Linked DNA regions of Mus musculus: regions 2 and 3 are each linked to region 1. Evidence: chromatin contacts called from public HiChIP or PLAC-seq data. All regions are on one chromosome and are shown on one strand. Each heading gives the region's core, a stretch centred on a gene start, on an enhancer-like site or on the middle of the called end of the contact. The rest is flanking DNA. Distances are from core to core; before and after follow the strand shown.

Region 1 (4,618 bases), core at 1,469-3,968:
TAGTGAGGAGGATGGAGCACAAGCATAAGGCACAGACCTGCAAGGCACATACTTTACCACTAAGCTGAGACCCCAGCTAAGTAGAATGGTCTGTTTACTTACAAACACTTCTATTTTTCTTTCAGAAAAAAATGTACAAGGATCTCATAAAACATCAAAGTTAAAATACATACACATTTTAACTCACTGTTCCAAACTAGTCATCTGCAAAACAATGTATAATAAATATCCTTTCTGTCTGAAATAAGTATTAACAGTTATTTCCAGAAGACGACAGTAAAATATTAGTGGTTTGGGGAAGGCTTTATTTACTTGATTAAAAAAAAAGAAAAGCCCTCCAATAAAAATGGGACTAGGCACTGTGCTGGTCTCAGAGTTACCATTCAATTTTACTCCATCTTACATGGACCTAAAGTCAGCAGAAACATGCCTGTGGTCCCTGTTTTCAAGGCCAAAGTTAAAAGTGAGATAGGAATACAGAGGAAGAAATTCTGAAAAACCACCCAAGGAACACTGATCCTGGCTTGGCAATTTTGTATCTGACACAGGTATCTACACCACAGTGTTACAGGCCTTGCTCCAGTGTAGACATAAAAGTGCACAAAATTAAAGAGTCAAGGCTTCTCCACTGAGCCGGTTATAAAATCGAAGGCAAAGCACTTCAATTCCTATACATTACTATTCCCATCTCAGAACTGGCCCTGAACTCCCAGTGCCATTTTGTTTGCTCTGAGACTTTGCCATTGAATCTAACAACTCCTAGCTATTGAATCGAATTGCTTCACATGAATTCACTGATAGCACCAATAGCCCCAGGACAGACCTCTGCTCTCCAGATGAAGAAACAAAAGTGTAAGGTCCGAGAACCACTAAGCAGCAGGACTAACATTAAAACCCATAGATTCAAATTCTTCAACATCATCTTACACCACTTAGCCCTCTCTGTACTTTCAAGGCAGAAAACACTGACGATTTTTCAGAAACCAACATTCTTAATAAGTAATCTGAAGGACAGCGAGCCCACCAGGATCAAATGCTTATTTTTGGAAATGCTATTGGTTCTGCCATTATTAGATAATTAAAAAACTGTGAAATTTAATTTGCAAGATGTTGTGATGCTTTATGTCTGAAAAACTGTTTACAGTGAGAAACCGGAAACCTCATAACCACATTAATAAAACAACCTGTTTTAATTCTCAATCTATCACTATTTCCCTCACTTATATAAGATAAAAAGAATCAACAGTAGACTAGAGGTATACAAGGTGGTTCACAGGACCATAGACACCAGAGACATGGCATAGTAGCTAATGCGTATAATCCTATATCTAGAGAGGTAGCCCCAGAAAGATACCTGGGGTCCCTATCCAGTTGGCCAGCTGGCCAGCCTAGCCTAATCAATTATTTCCAGGTCAGTGAGAAACTCAGAAACAAAGTGGATGACAGCACCTGAGGAATGACACCCCAGAATGACATCTGACCCCCATATGCATATGCGCACATGTACCTACACAAACATCCATAGATAAAAAGTGTAACTTGAAAATTAAATACAACTAACTAGCCTTACAATTTATCACTGTAGTCAAATTACATAAGAATAAATGCTACTAATAAAACTCATTCCACATGTCATCATGTGAAGTACAATAACTTCAAAGTTTGAGAAATAAAAATCCTATGGGCTGGGTAATCAGTTTACTGATAAGTGTATCTTACCTAGCATTTTCAAGGCTCTGGACTCAATCCCCAGCACCAAGTTTTATAATAAAAATTAAAAGCCTTAGGGTTAAAACTTCAAGACACTGTATGTAACCATGTACTGATCTTGTACTAAGTTCAGGTACTTTCAAGATGATTAGAAACGTCCCTGACAGACAGCTATGGACATCCCTCACGTTCCCAGTGTCAAATGTTCCACGGTTGGATATGTGTGTTTGGCATGTTGGTTGTTTACTCTTGGAATATCAGGTAGAGGATACAAACTGTATCAACTCGCTCAGTCCTCACAAAAGTTCTACAGGGCAAAGACTAAATATTTATGTTCACTTTCCAAACAGGGAAACAGAGGCACAGGTGTGGTTGCTAACTTGCGCACAGGAAAAAGGAAATGGAGTTTTCGGTTAAGGCCTTCAGGGTAGGAATGAGGTCCCTCTGCGGGGCTCGTGCTGACACTGTAGCATGGTAAAGAATACGGTACCCGTAGGTAGCAGGGGTTCCAACGGGGTAAAGGCATGCTCCATAGCGGGGAATGGATTCTGTATGGAAAACAAAATAAGTCCCAAGTTATTTCCCAAACGTAATTCTGCGACAGGAGTAAGCATCCCGCAGCAGGCACTTTGGACCCGGCACTACGGGAGGCCAGGAAGGTGCAGCGGTGGGCGGGGGAAAGTCCCAGGCAGAGGCTGGAGAACCTGGAATCTCAAGCGAGCTCCAGGCTCCAGCTCCGGCCACTGCCTCTATTCACCCAGACGCCCCAGCTTCCATCCGGGGACTGGCGGCGAGGGGCGGCCTCCCTCGCTCCCTCTTTCCCGCGCCCCCGCCCCGCCAGCCCGCGCCGGCAGCCGCGCACTTACACAATGGCGGGTGGAGCCACGAGCGACGCGAGCGAGGGCTGCGGGAGTGACGGATCGAAAGCTCGGCGCTCGGCTGCGGAGCCTGGGGCGCGCCGCGCGTTCGCGGGAGAGGGCTTCGTGCGCGAGCACAGAGCCCCGCCTCTTCCGGAGGGGCCCCTGGCTGCCGCCTGCGTAGCTTCTAGCAACCGCGGGGTGCTTAGTACCAGCCTGCTGTGCTCAGTTCCCTGCACAGTGGAGAATTCCATCCACCTTCGCCCATCTGTTACACCCAGTCCACTGAGTCCACCTTCTCTTTCATCTTCTGCTTCCCGTGCTTTGCACAAACAGTGCTTTGTAAACATACCAATGGGAACCCTTTAAAATAAATCACCACGTTGTAGGAATGCAGCTTTTTTTTTTTTTTTTAGCAAAGCCAAAGAACCAAAATTTCACCACCACCATCTCTAAGCCAGCATAGATGAGGACTCAAAAATTCTGAGAACCTGTAGGTCTCCTGCTGGCCCAGAAATAACAGAGACCCATCCCTGCGTTTAAAAACCAGTTCCAGGTATACCGAGCTAGCCTCAAAAATCACTGTGTAGCGAAAGATGACTTCATTCATCTGGTCCTCCTGTTTCTTCCTTCTAAGTACTGCTCTTTCAATCATGACTACTATGTCAAGTTAATGTGGCTGGTGCTGGGTATCCAGCTAGTCAAACATTCTAACTGATGAACTTCCCCTTCCCCAGTCGGGTAATAGGTAAGTCCTTTTTAATCTTTTTAACTCAAACATCCATTTCTTTCTATTTAAAGATTCCAAATACACTTCCCAAACTTGGGCAATCATTATTCAATTCTTTCCAGTTTTGATGCCAACATTTTAGCTTCTAGCTAGCAGAACATACACTATTTGCCTTTCTTTGACAACTTACTTCACTTGGCAGGCATAATGTCCTCCCGTCCCATCCACATCTCTGTAAATTCCATTATTTCATTATTTTTATTACTGAAGAATGCCATTTCTCTATTACAATATCTTTGCAAAGGAATGCTACTTCAATAAACATAAGAGTACAGAGCATTTGACTGTGTTTTCCATTCTCTTTGGATGTATGCCCAGCAGTGGGATGAGTGAACCATATGGTAGTTCTATCACCTGTTTAGTTAAGGAGTTTCCATTGTGTTTTCCATAGGTCTACGCTAACTTAAACTTCCATTAACCATGATCGAGTTTCTCTTTCTCTGCATCCTTGCCCAGCTTCCTTACTTTCCCTTTGTAAGAATCCTTATCACTGTCCCTCTCTTCCATCTCTCATCTCTCTCATGTTGATATCCTGTTGTGGTTTTATTTTAACTCCCTGGGGATTTGCGATGGCGGGCAGTATTGTTTATGCTTTTTTGGCCATGTATGCATCCTTTCTTGAGACATGGCTATTCAAGTCATTGGCCCACTTCTAATTTAGATTATTTGTTGCCATGGTTGTTTGGAAAAGTTGTTAGATCTCAAACCCATGACAAAGAGCCAACATGGACCTGGTTGTCAGGTTCCCTCTGCATTGCTCAGTTCCTAGCTGTTTCAGGGTACGGATGGCATACCCCACCTCCTACTCTAAATGTCTCCAGCCCTTCCCATATAATCCAGCCATTTTGCATACCTGGTCCTTTTGTTTACCATCTCCTCTCCTGCCTCTCCCTTTTCCCCTCTCCTCACAAGTGTCAGCTCAGACTTCTTCCAGTTGTCCCCAACTCTGGCTGTGCTCTCCCTTTTATCTACAATAAACATTCTCCTTCACCACACCTAGGAGCAGTCATGTCCTTCCCTTTTGTTCCCTTTTTTCATTCACGTTCCTTACACATACTGAAAAAAAAAACAAAAAAACAATACAAATCTTTGTTCTAACCAATGTCTAAGTGTTTTTTCTTATATTGTCTTCTGGAATTTCACATCTCACATTTAAGTCTTGATCCATTTTTCCACTGACTATTATACCCAGTAGAAGATAGGTGTCTAGTTTCTTTTCTTCGCATACAGAAGTTCAGTTTCGCAGAACCTTTCACAAAAG
Region 2 (4,618 bases), core at 905-3,404, 220 kb before region 1:
ATAACAAAAGACAAAGGGTGCCCATCAGTTAACAGCCTGGAACCAATGGCAGATATTAGCACAGGGGGTGGGGGGTGACAAGTTCTGAGCTGCACACTATAGCTTGATGAATGAACATATAAACAGTACTGTACATTGAAACTTAGTCAATAATAATCTGCAGAGTATCATAGAAACAGTTTATAGGAAGTATATCTGGTGAGAAGGACAGCATTTTTTTTTATAACATGGAAGATTTGTTTCAAGTTCTGAAGACGGTTTATTTGTAAACCCAAGACAACTTATTTTTCAAACAAATTATCTCTTCAACTATCCCCACAACTGTTTCTCTTAAGATGTCAGTTTTAGCCAGCATAAGGCATTTTATTAGGATATCACTGACTTAGTTCTAAATAGCTTAATATTTTTGATTTACTCAAATCTAGGCTACTATATGTTTCTTTTCAAACATATTTTCAAGTAAGATAACTAACAAGTAACTTCACAAACTATTCAGTATCTTAAAGAAGTCAAACTTTAACTTAGAATTTTAACATTTATCATATATATGTACATGTGTATATATATTATAAAATTTAAATTTATAGGACACAAAAATGCTGAAAAAGTCAGATCTGCTGAATCTCATTTCTTGTGATCCAATCAAAATGTCTTACCAGATAATTAATTCTACCTCTGATTTAAAATCTTGAGAACCATAGCACAAACTCTCTACTGAGGTAAGGAGATACATAAATCAGCAACTGCCCTTTTAAGTACTTCTAATTTTGTGGACAGAAGAGTTTCTTCAGTCCATGAAAACTTATTCCCTGTTCTTCTGTTTATAAACCATTTCTCACAATAGGGAGAAGACAAACTGAAGTAAGATTGGTGTGCTTACTGCTGAATTGTGACATTTATGGGAAGAAGGCTTAAGGGAATGTGACCTGACATGAGTAGACTACTTTTATAATCCCCCCTAGTTATAGTCATTAATAAAAGTGTTTATTCTCTTCTTCCATCCCTTCTATTGAGTCACACAACTTTACGAGAAAACTGGACATTTAGGACTCCGACTTCAAGTATTTTACTAACATTAACAAATTCAAACTTTACATAGATGAAAGTGAAATGGTAGCAACAGAGGACCCCTGATATCAGTGTTGCTATACACTATTGCAATCCTCAGCATAAACATGAGTGCTTCTCCATACCCTAAAATGCCACTCAGTATCAGACCCACCTCACTCCTGCCAGTCACCTTGGTTATCACCATTCTCATTTTGACTTGCATTCCAATACAGTCTGGGATGGACACAAAGCAGAAAACATTACTAATGTGGGCCTCTCATGTTTTTATTGCTGTGACAGAAATTCTTGTGGAGTAACAAGCAGCCATGAGAAGAGCACTGCCCCACACAGCAGTTAAAATCACAGATACAGTTTTCATTAAGAGATATTTGGTAAGTACAAGTGCTGTGTTGTTCATACTCTACTGCCCTCTTTACTCTGTCAGATAAGCCAGTGGAGAGCATGAGAAACAAATGGTGGCTTACAATGTCCATTAAGAGCTTTCCTGTGAAGTCTCTGTCTACATCACACCGACACAGCCTGGGTTCTCATGCCTTGGTCAATTGACACTGGAATGTCAGGTTGCTGTGAGTATCACATTGCTATAAAAACCAACCCAGTAAATAGTACAGAGGCTCTTTCAGGAAAAGAATAAGCAATCAATAATCCAAATTATGTCTGACTTTAAAAATCCCCTTGTTCTGTTGCCTGATCTTAGCCTATCTGGCAGCATTATTCTGTGCGACCACACCGTCTGTGTAGTAATCAAACTGGAAGGGGCTGTTTACATTCAGACCATAACGGAATACCACAGCTGATAGAAAATGTTGGGGAAATAAGATTTTGTAATATTTTTAAATTATCAGTGACTCATTTTAAATATTACTCATTTAAAAAAATAGCTCTTCAACCTTTAATTTGCATTGTACACTGTTAAAGTAGGAGCCTGGCTGTCATCCTGATCAAGGAAAAGAAGGATTCCTCTGCAAAGTGATATGAACCTGTGGCAGAAACTTCGCCTAGTGAATAAAGATTTCAAGGGACCAATCACAGCTCGGGAAGAAGGCGGGACTTCCTGGTATGAGAGAGGAAGAGGGGAGGGAGGAGAAATAAACTTCCTTTAAGACAGGGAGAACATGGAGGCACAATGTAGGTAGCCAGGGTTTTAGGTGAATCTTCCACCAGAGGATTTATAACTTAAAATAGTTTGCAAAATTAGGATGCTAGTTTCTGTGCACAGGGAATGTGTTGTCTATTGATTCTGAACTAAGACTGTGTGGTGTTTTCCTTCACATGTCGACTCAGCTGGGTTCCAGAGAAAGGTACACAGCAGGGCACCCCAGCCAGCTGTGTGAATTTAGAAGTGTGGGGCCTGTGTGGCAGAGGCCCGCAATGGAGAGATTTCAGAGCTCTGAGTCAGACAGTCTGCCAGGCTGAGAACAGGTAGGTCTGCCCACTGGTGCCTTGCCAGCAGTAGCGTGGATTTCCATTTAATATTTCATGCAACATTAACCTATTTTTCTTCTGTTGTTTTGAGACCACGATATAGTTTTATCAGTTCTTCCTTTCCCTCTCTCCAAACCCTTTCATAGAACTCTCCTTGCTCGTTCATGAAACTTTTTTTTCAATAACTGCTGTGTGTGTATGTGTGTGTGTATACATGTATATTTCTAAATATAGTGTGTGTGTGTGTGTGTGTGTGTGTGTGTGTGTGTGTGTATACATGTATATTTCTAAATATAGCCTCCTTGGTCTGTATGTTACTTGTGTGTATGTTGTTTTCAGGACTGACTATTTGGTACTGGACAATTAGTTGGTATGATCTTCCCTGGGGAAGATTATTTCTCCTGCTCTCAGCATTCCTGAACTGCTTGTTGTTCTTTGTGTAAGGTTGAGGCTTGGCAAACTTATTTTTTCCTCCCACTTTGGCATGGCTGTTGGTATCATTGTTCAGCTCACTGTCTTTGGGGTTACCATTGCTGTGATGAAACACAATGAGTAGAAAAAGTTGGGAAGGAAGGGTTTATTTGGCTTATACTTACACATCACTATTATTTAAGGAAGGAAATCAGGATAGGAACTTAAAAAGGGCAAGAATCTAGAGGCAGGCACCAATGCAAAGACAATGGAGGGGTAATGCTTACTGGCTTGATCCCACTAGCTTGTTCATCCTGTTGTCTTATAGAGTCCTGGACACAACCCATAGGTGGCACCCTGTGGCTTGGCCCTTCCCCCATCATTCAATAATTAATAGGACAGGCTTACCTACAGTCCTATCTTATGGAGGCATTTTCTTAATCAAGTTTCCCTCCTCTTAGATGACTTTAGTTTAGGTCAAGATGACATTAAAATTACCCAGTGAGACCTCATAGGTGTAGCTTCTGATATTACTATGAAACAGTCTCAAAACAAACTCCCTGATCCTCTGGCTTTCCACCCTGTCTTCTTCAGTGTTCACCTCCTTTTGCTGCAAGAGGGTACATCTTTTGTAGATGTATCCACCAGGAGTAGCCTTCACAATCCTCTTTTCTTTTTCTTATAAGAGAGACAATTGCAGTGATTTTTAAAGCACGTAGTATCTCCTCCCTCAATAAAACTTTTTTCCTCTTATAATCTTTTTCTGAGAGCGGGTAGATGGTTGTACTCATTAGTTTTGGTTATTGATAAATTAACTCATTCAATTTAAAAGTTAGAATCTGCAAAAAAGATGAAACATGGTGTCTGTAATAGTCTGCATGTAAGGTACCACATCCACCTGACACTTCTCAGAAATGCACATACTTGTACATGCACACACTCACCCCCAGTCAGAGAAGTCTGCATGTCACAGGCAGTGCGGAAAGGTGAATGTGATGCTTTCTGACCCCCAGGACTCAGTTCTCTGGCACCTTGTGGATGAGCTGAGAAGCTCTTCTTTCACCCCCTGCTGTTCAGACTGTCAGCTTTTATGCCTGTGCTGTGTTCATCTGGCATCTCTAACTGAAAACTTGTGAACTGGTTTTAAAATGATGAAAAGGTAAAGACTAACAACTGTACTACATGTGGAGAGATGGAGGAACTGTGAAAGAGTCAGGCTTCTTTAGGACACAGTGCCCCTTCATTCAGGAGCATGCAAGGCCCTAGTGCTATGAGACAAACTGCCTAACTTGAGATGTGCTGGGATTTACCATAGCAGAGACCCGGTCGAAGTTATGACAAGTACTCAGATGATTATATGAATCTGGTGCAGATAATGAGATTTTCCCTACAAATGAGAACCAATGAATGGTTCTTGAAAGCCCTGGGCGTTTTAATGAGTCCTCAGCAAAGCTGTAGAGGCATTCTTTGTTTCAGCACTAAAGGAGGAAATGATTCTCGAGGGTCGCTGCTCCTCCTGATGGAGGGAATAATACTCTTCTGAGCACTGATGGACCACACAGTTAATCCCTGATACTAAACATTAAATGGACACAGCTGAAGGCCCCAAACCATGAATGGACCTTAATATTTACATCCTAATTCGAAATCTATCAATTACAACTGAAAGCACTTACATGAACACTGAAAAGTATATATACATGCCATAATT
Region 3 (4,618 bases), core at 1,324-3,823, 200 kb before region 1:
CTTACAAGGCTTCAGGTACTATGTGTATAATCCATACACAAGCACCACTCACACTTGCACAGGCATCTCCCTTATGGACTAGCTCCAGCCTAGATCAGACACCCTTCTACTTTGCTTGGTTCCAGAAATACTTCAGTGTCTTGACACACTAGAATCAATTGGCCAGTTTCCCATTTGATGGAAAGTCTCTATCCCAAAGGGCAAACTCAGTCACCAGGTCTGTAGCCTAGGCATCAATAATACTGACTCTTCAGTGTCTCTTCAACAACTTTCCTGCGCATGTCCCAAACAAACACTGCTATATTGTGTTCATGTTCATGCTTACTTCTGAAAATTAATTATCATTCCTTTCTGGGATTTCTAGTGGTTCCAAACTATTAAAATTTATTATCAAATGTCATTTTTTGATAAAATTTGATAAAATGACCACTGCCGGACATTGGCCTACAACACAAACAGCACCTGGCTGTTCCTGCCCTTACATCCAGCTGTAGCACCTAGTGTGCTGCCTTATGTTCCCCAAAGTACCACATTAAATATCTATTCATTCCATTTTATAATTTTCTATTATGTTGAAGTTCAGATATCATTTCATCTGGGAGACTATCCGTGAATCACTATCAACTCCATGTTCAATCTGGGTTAGATATTTTCTCTCAGCTATCCTTAATTTGCTTGGTGCTTGGTCACACTGTTTCAGAATTTCAGTATGTATCTCCCTGCTCCTTCCACTCTGATGGTGTTGGTACCATCTCTGCTTTCTGTACTCAGTACTGAATGGAGTACTATGACATAACGGGCATTTATAAGAATGTTGTTGGTGCTTTATTCTAAAAATCGACAAAGCAAAACATACAAAATAAACACTGGATATGTGGTATTATTTCTTATTAAGAAAATTAGTTTAATAAAGCATAAATAAAACCATAGAGAGAAATTTACTCTATTAACTTAAAGAAGACACTGAAATATCTAGAGAAATAAGGATTCTATAGCTCTGAGATGTGATTGCCCCATTTCACATTAAAATATAAGGATTTCAAATAACACTTCAAATCTGGCATACAAAATAGTAGGTTAGGCTATTGTATTAATGTTTAAACAAACATCTTAGTGAAGAAAAGGGACCTAAGAGGACAGAGGAAGGAGGACAAGAAAAGAAATGAATTCTGAAATTTTTTCTGGAAAGCCCAGGGATGATTTACAGAGGTAAACAATCTGGTATCTTCACACGTTCCATTGGGGAAGTTGCTGCATTGGTACAGAGGAGCAAAGGATCCAAAGCAAAGACATGAGTAAAAGGTAAGGGCAATGATTAGGGCATGCACTGAGGGTAAAGCTGCCCTGAGAATAAAGATATGAGCAGATGTAGTAAAGGGTAGACTTGGACATCAGTCATTTCCTTCTGGAGGAGAAAGGAAGGCTGGGAAAGATCAATGATTTTGGCTATCTGTAGATATAAAGGGATTTAGAGCCCATTTACAGTCATTTTCAGAGAGATATTACATGTGCTGATTAGTTGTCAATCTGACACAAGGTATAGGTACTCATTTGGGAAGAGGGAACCTCAATAGAGAAAATGCCACTACCACCAGATTGGCATTTTGCAATCCTGTAGAACATTTTTTTAATTAGTGATTGAAGTAGGATGGCCCATTCCATTATGAATGGTGCCTCCCATGGGCTTGTGGTCCGAGGTTGTCTAACATGGTAGGCTGAGAAGGCATGAAGAACAAGGAAGGAATACTTCTCCATGGAATCTACCTGACTTACCCGATAATGGGCTACAAACCATAACACAAAATAAACCCTTCCTCCCAAGTTGCTTTTGGTCATGGTGTTTTATCACAACAATAGAAATCCTAACTAAGATGCTGCATTTCAGCACCAATTTAAATTTTTATTTAAAAATATTACTTTAACTGTACAAATTTATAAGGAATAAAGTGATAATTTATAATTTTTTATGTGTTCAGTGCAATGGAAAATCAATGATGGCAGCTAACAATTCCTACTTCTCGGAAAATTTTTAGAAGTATTTGATTAACATTAAAGAATCACCATACTTATGAAGTACACTGTGATATCTCAATGCATGTGTAAAATGTGTGCTTATCAAACATGGGTAATCAACATTTCCACCTCTTCCTCGTGACCTTTTGTTTGGAACCTCCAAACTCCTTTTTCCTAGTTACTCACAAAATAAATGGGCTATTATGAAACTGTAGTTACACTGTTCCGCAGAACACACAATTTATCACTTCTATTTATGGTTAAGTTCCTGCTATGTAACTTCCCAGCATCTTTGATACCCATAACCTAACCTCTAGCAATCACTATTACACACTCCAATCAACACTTTTTAATATCCTCATAAGATGAATCATGTGGGGTTTGTTTTTCAGTATCTGTTCTTTCACTCAGAATACCATGCTTCAGATCCATGTCTTTTGCTGCACTTGATAAGATCCTAATGCTTTGCTGGGCAAATATTAGTCACATAGATGACATTTCCTGTATTTGGTATTTAGCATTCTGTGAGTACACTACATTTCTGCAATTAAATGGATTACTACATATGTTGAAATTTCACTATTGCATAATTTATGCTAGAATCTAACAGACAAGGCAAAACTCAACAACATTATAAGCAAAGAAAAAAAGTGATCTTCCAAAAACAGGAATTAAAGTTGGGTGATAAATAATACGGTTTTTCAGAACTGTCTAGAATCGAAAGTTCCCAGTACCCCACTGTAAATCTTGCTGAGATTTGCTTCTTTGATGTTATCAAAGATGAGACTGTGCTGTGGATATGTGTATGTGGGCACACAGACATGGGCCCTCAGTTGGCATCAGAAACTGTCATGCATGCCAAATTTACCTCATGAATATTCATCTTCTTTTGATCAGACTATTAACATCTTTTTATCATATTCATTACCAGCATTGCAAATGTACATTGCACAAAATGTCAGGACTTTATACAGTAACTAATTAATCTAGTGAGAGGGAAAATGAGAGAAAAAAAAAACAAAGAGCAATAAAACAGAACTAAGATCATGAGGAAGGCATATTTACAACATGTTTAGAAGTTTGCTTGGCTGAGATATGAACTGGCAGAAGTCAACACTGTAATATGATTCCGTATCAGATATGGGAAGCCTAAAGAGGAATCACTGGACAGAGATTGGATAATGTAAAAGACACACCTATTAACTCCTGGACATCTCATTTCCAGGCCATAAATCTTATTAACTTGTATTACAAACTGTCCTCAAACTTGGAGATAAAGGATAATTTATGCTTCATGTACAGAGCTAATGTTTCTATCCCACTGGGAAGCACAGGACCAGAAAATGAGACAGTTTGAATGGGCAACCTGGAATCATCCTGTCCACATGTGTTATATGGTAAGAAAGGTTATGTGTTGACAGCAGGATTTCAGCCCAGCATGGGTGTCAATCACTGGGGACTTAGATCTAAAATACCTATAGTCTCTTGCAAAAACGTTCCTGATCGTACAGCCTCAGCAGATTTAACTAAAAAATATTTTTTTGAGGCAAAAGAGAGAATTTGTTTTTCAGGGAAGAATAATTATGCATTTTTAATTTTCCTTCTTCAAGTGATAGTTCAAACACATCCATCAAAGCAAATGCTACTTTGGGGTTTCCATTCACTAAGAGATTTGACCTACACTAACTGAAACGTGCTAACATGCAAAATACAGTGGTGCATGCTGGGAACAGAGCTTCATTCATATGCGCTGGGACCTATGTTATTGAACCTTTATTTTAAAATCCTGCTTATGATGAACAAAGACACAGAAAGGAGATGAGAAAGGGGCTGTGAACTGAAATACACTAAACAATGCTAAAGAGCCCCTCACACAGCTCAGCCTTAAATGGCTAAAATAACCTTGCTCAATCAATCACAGATGATCACGTAGTTAGATAAGCTAGTTACATGAAAATCTCATGTGCATACTATCTGAAAGAAAGAGAGACCACCACAGAACCTATGATTGCTTGATACAGAAGTTTTTTAAAAAGATCAAAGTAAGTACACATTTTAGTCCCAATGCTTAAAAGGGTCCTTGACCAATTAACATTTACATAGCAAACACACCAAATGTGTTTGTTATAAATGACATTTTTAAAACACTGAACAACTCCCAAAAGATAGTTTTATTCTTTTTTGATAGCTATGTCAGACAACTACAATTGTAAAAGAATGTTAAGAATACATCTGTTCCCAAACTTAGCACTCAGAATAGTTAACATTTCGGTTAATTTTAAGTAGTTTTTAATATAAAAGTATTTCAATAGGAATATCATTGGATCTGTTTGTATGATAGAGATTATTACTGTACTTAGATTTCATTGTTTAGAAAAATCCAGAAAGTAATCTTTCTTAATTTGGAATTAGAGTAACAAGGAAAGATTCAGCCTTAAACTGTACTCCATATTAATGTACAGCTGTAAATCAGTGGTAGTATGCTTGTCTCACATGTATAGGGTCCTGGAGTAGATCCCGAGTAGTGACCAGAACATAGTGTGCCTAATAGTTATATTATTTGAAATCAATGTTGTAAGTAAAACTATCAATATCACATAGGACT

The links. HiChIP or PLAC-seq counts read pairs in DNA pulled down with a chosen protein or histone mark.
Region 2: a contact with region 1 is called in an HNF4G HiChIP or PLAC-seq map of pancreatic cancer cells. The contact joins the promoter of 9430018G01Rik here to the promoter of Tpk1 in region 1. A contact is called at or near these places in 7 of 39 promoter capture datasets (the 3T3-L1 cell line, the C10 cell line, embryonic stem cells and 2 more), 2 of 15 datasets of contacts at CTCF or cohesin (the NIH/3T3 cell line and pro-B cells), 1 of 484 Hi-C or Micro-C datasets (nephron progenitors), 3 of 115 datasets of contacts at active chromatin or transcription factors (the NIH/3T3 cell line, forebrain and pancreatic cancer cells) and 3 of 9 other capture datasets (embryonic stem cells, liver and macrophages).
Region 3: an H3K4me3 HiChIP or PLAC-seq map of bone marrow-derived macrophages shows a contact between it and region 1, with 3 times the contacts expected there. The contact joins the enhancer-like site here to the promoter of Tpk1 in region 1. A contact is called at or near these places in 9 of 39 promoter capture datasets (the 3T3-L1 cell line, the C10 cell line, the HPC-7 cell line and 5 more), 1 of 15 datasets of contacts at CTCF or cohesin (the NIH/3T3 cell line), 2 of 484 Hi-C or Micro-C datasets (nephron progenitors and peritoneal macrophages), 2 of 115 datasets of contacts at active chromatin or transcription factors (bone marrow-derived macrophages and embryonic stem cells) and 4 of 9 other capture datasets (adipose tissue, liver, macrophages and 1 more).

Annotation. Positions count from the first base shown.
Region 1 is chr6:43,663,560-43,668,177 of GRCm38.p6, forward strand. It overlaps Tpk1 (thiamine pyrophosphokinase), which reads right to left and starts at 2,719. Exons shown (of 9, transcript NM_013861.4): 1 at 2,577-2,719; 2 at 2,201-2,258. The coding sequence starts at 2,243.
Region 2 is chr6:43,440,275-43,444,892 of GRCm38.p6, forward strand. It overlaps 9430018G01Rik (RIKEN cDNA 9430018G01 gene), which reads left to right and starts at 2,155. Exons shown (of 3, transcript NR_045988.1): 1 at 2,155-2,493. The region is part of intron 7 of Tpk1 (thiamine pyrophosphokinase); the gene reads right to left.
Region 3 is chr6:43,459,853-43,464,470 of GRCm38.p6, forward strand. All of the region lies in intron 7 of Tpk1 (thiamine pyrophosphokinase), which reads right to left. All of the region lies in intron 1 of 9430018G01Rik (RIKEN cDNA 9430018G01 gene), which reads left to right. Among named protein-coding and RNA genes, the nearest start is that of 9430018G01Rik, 20 kb to the left of the region's middle. Within about 2 kb of position 2,574, at least 11 of the 459 cell types and tissues checked have an H3K27ac peak or open chromatin away from gene starts, as enhancers often do. A contact at or near this core is called in bone marrow-derived macrophages, where this site is marked.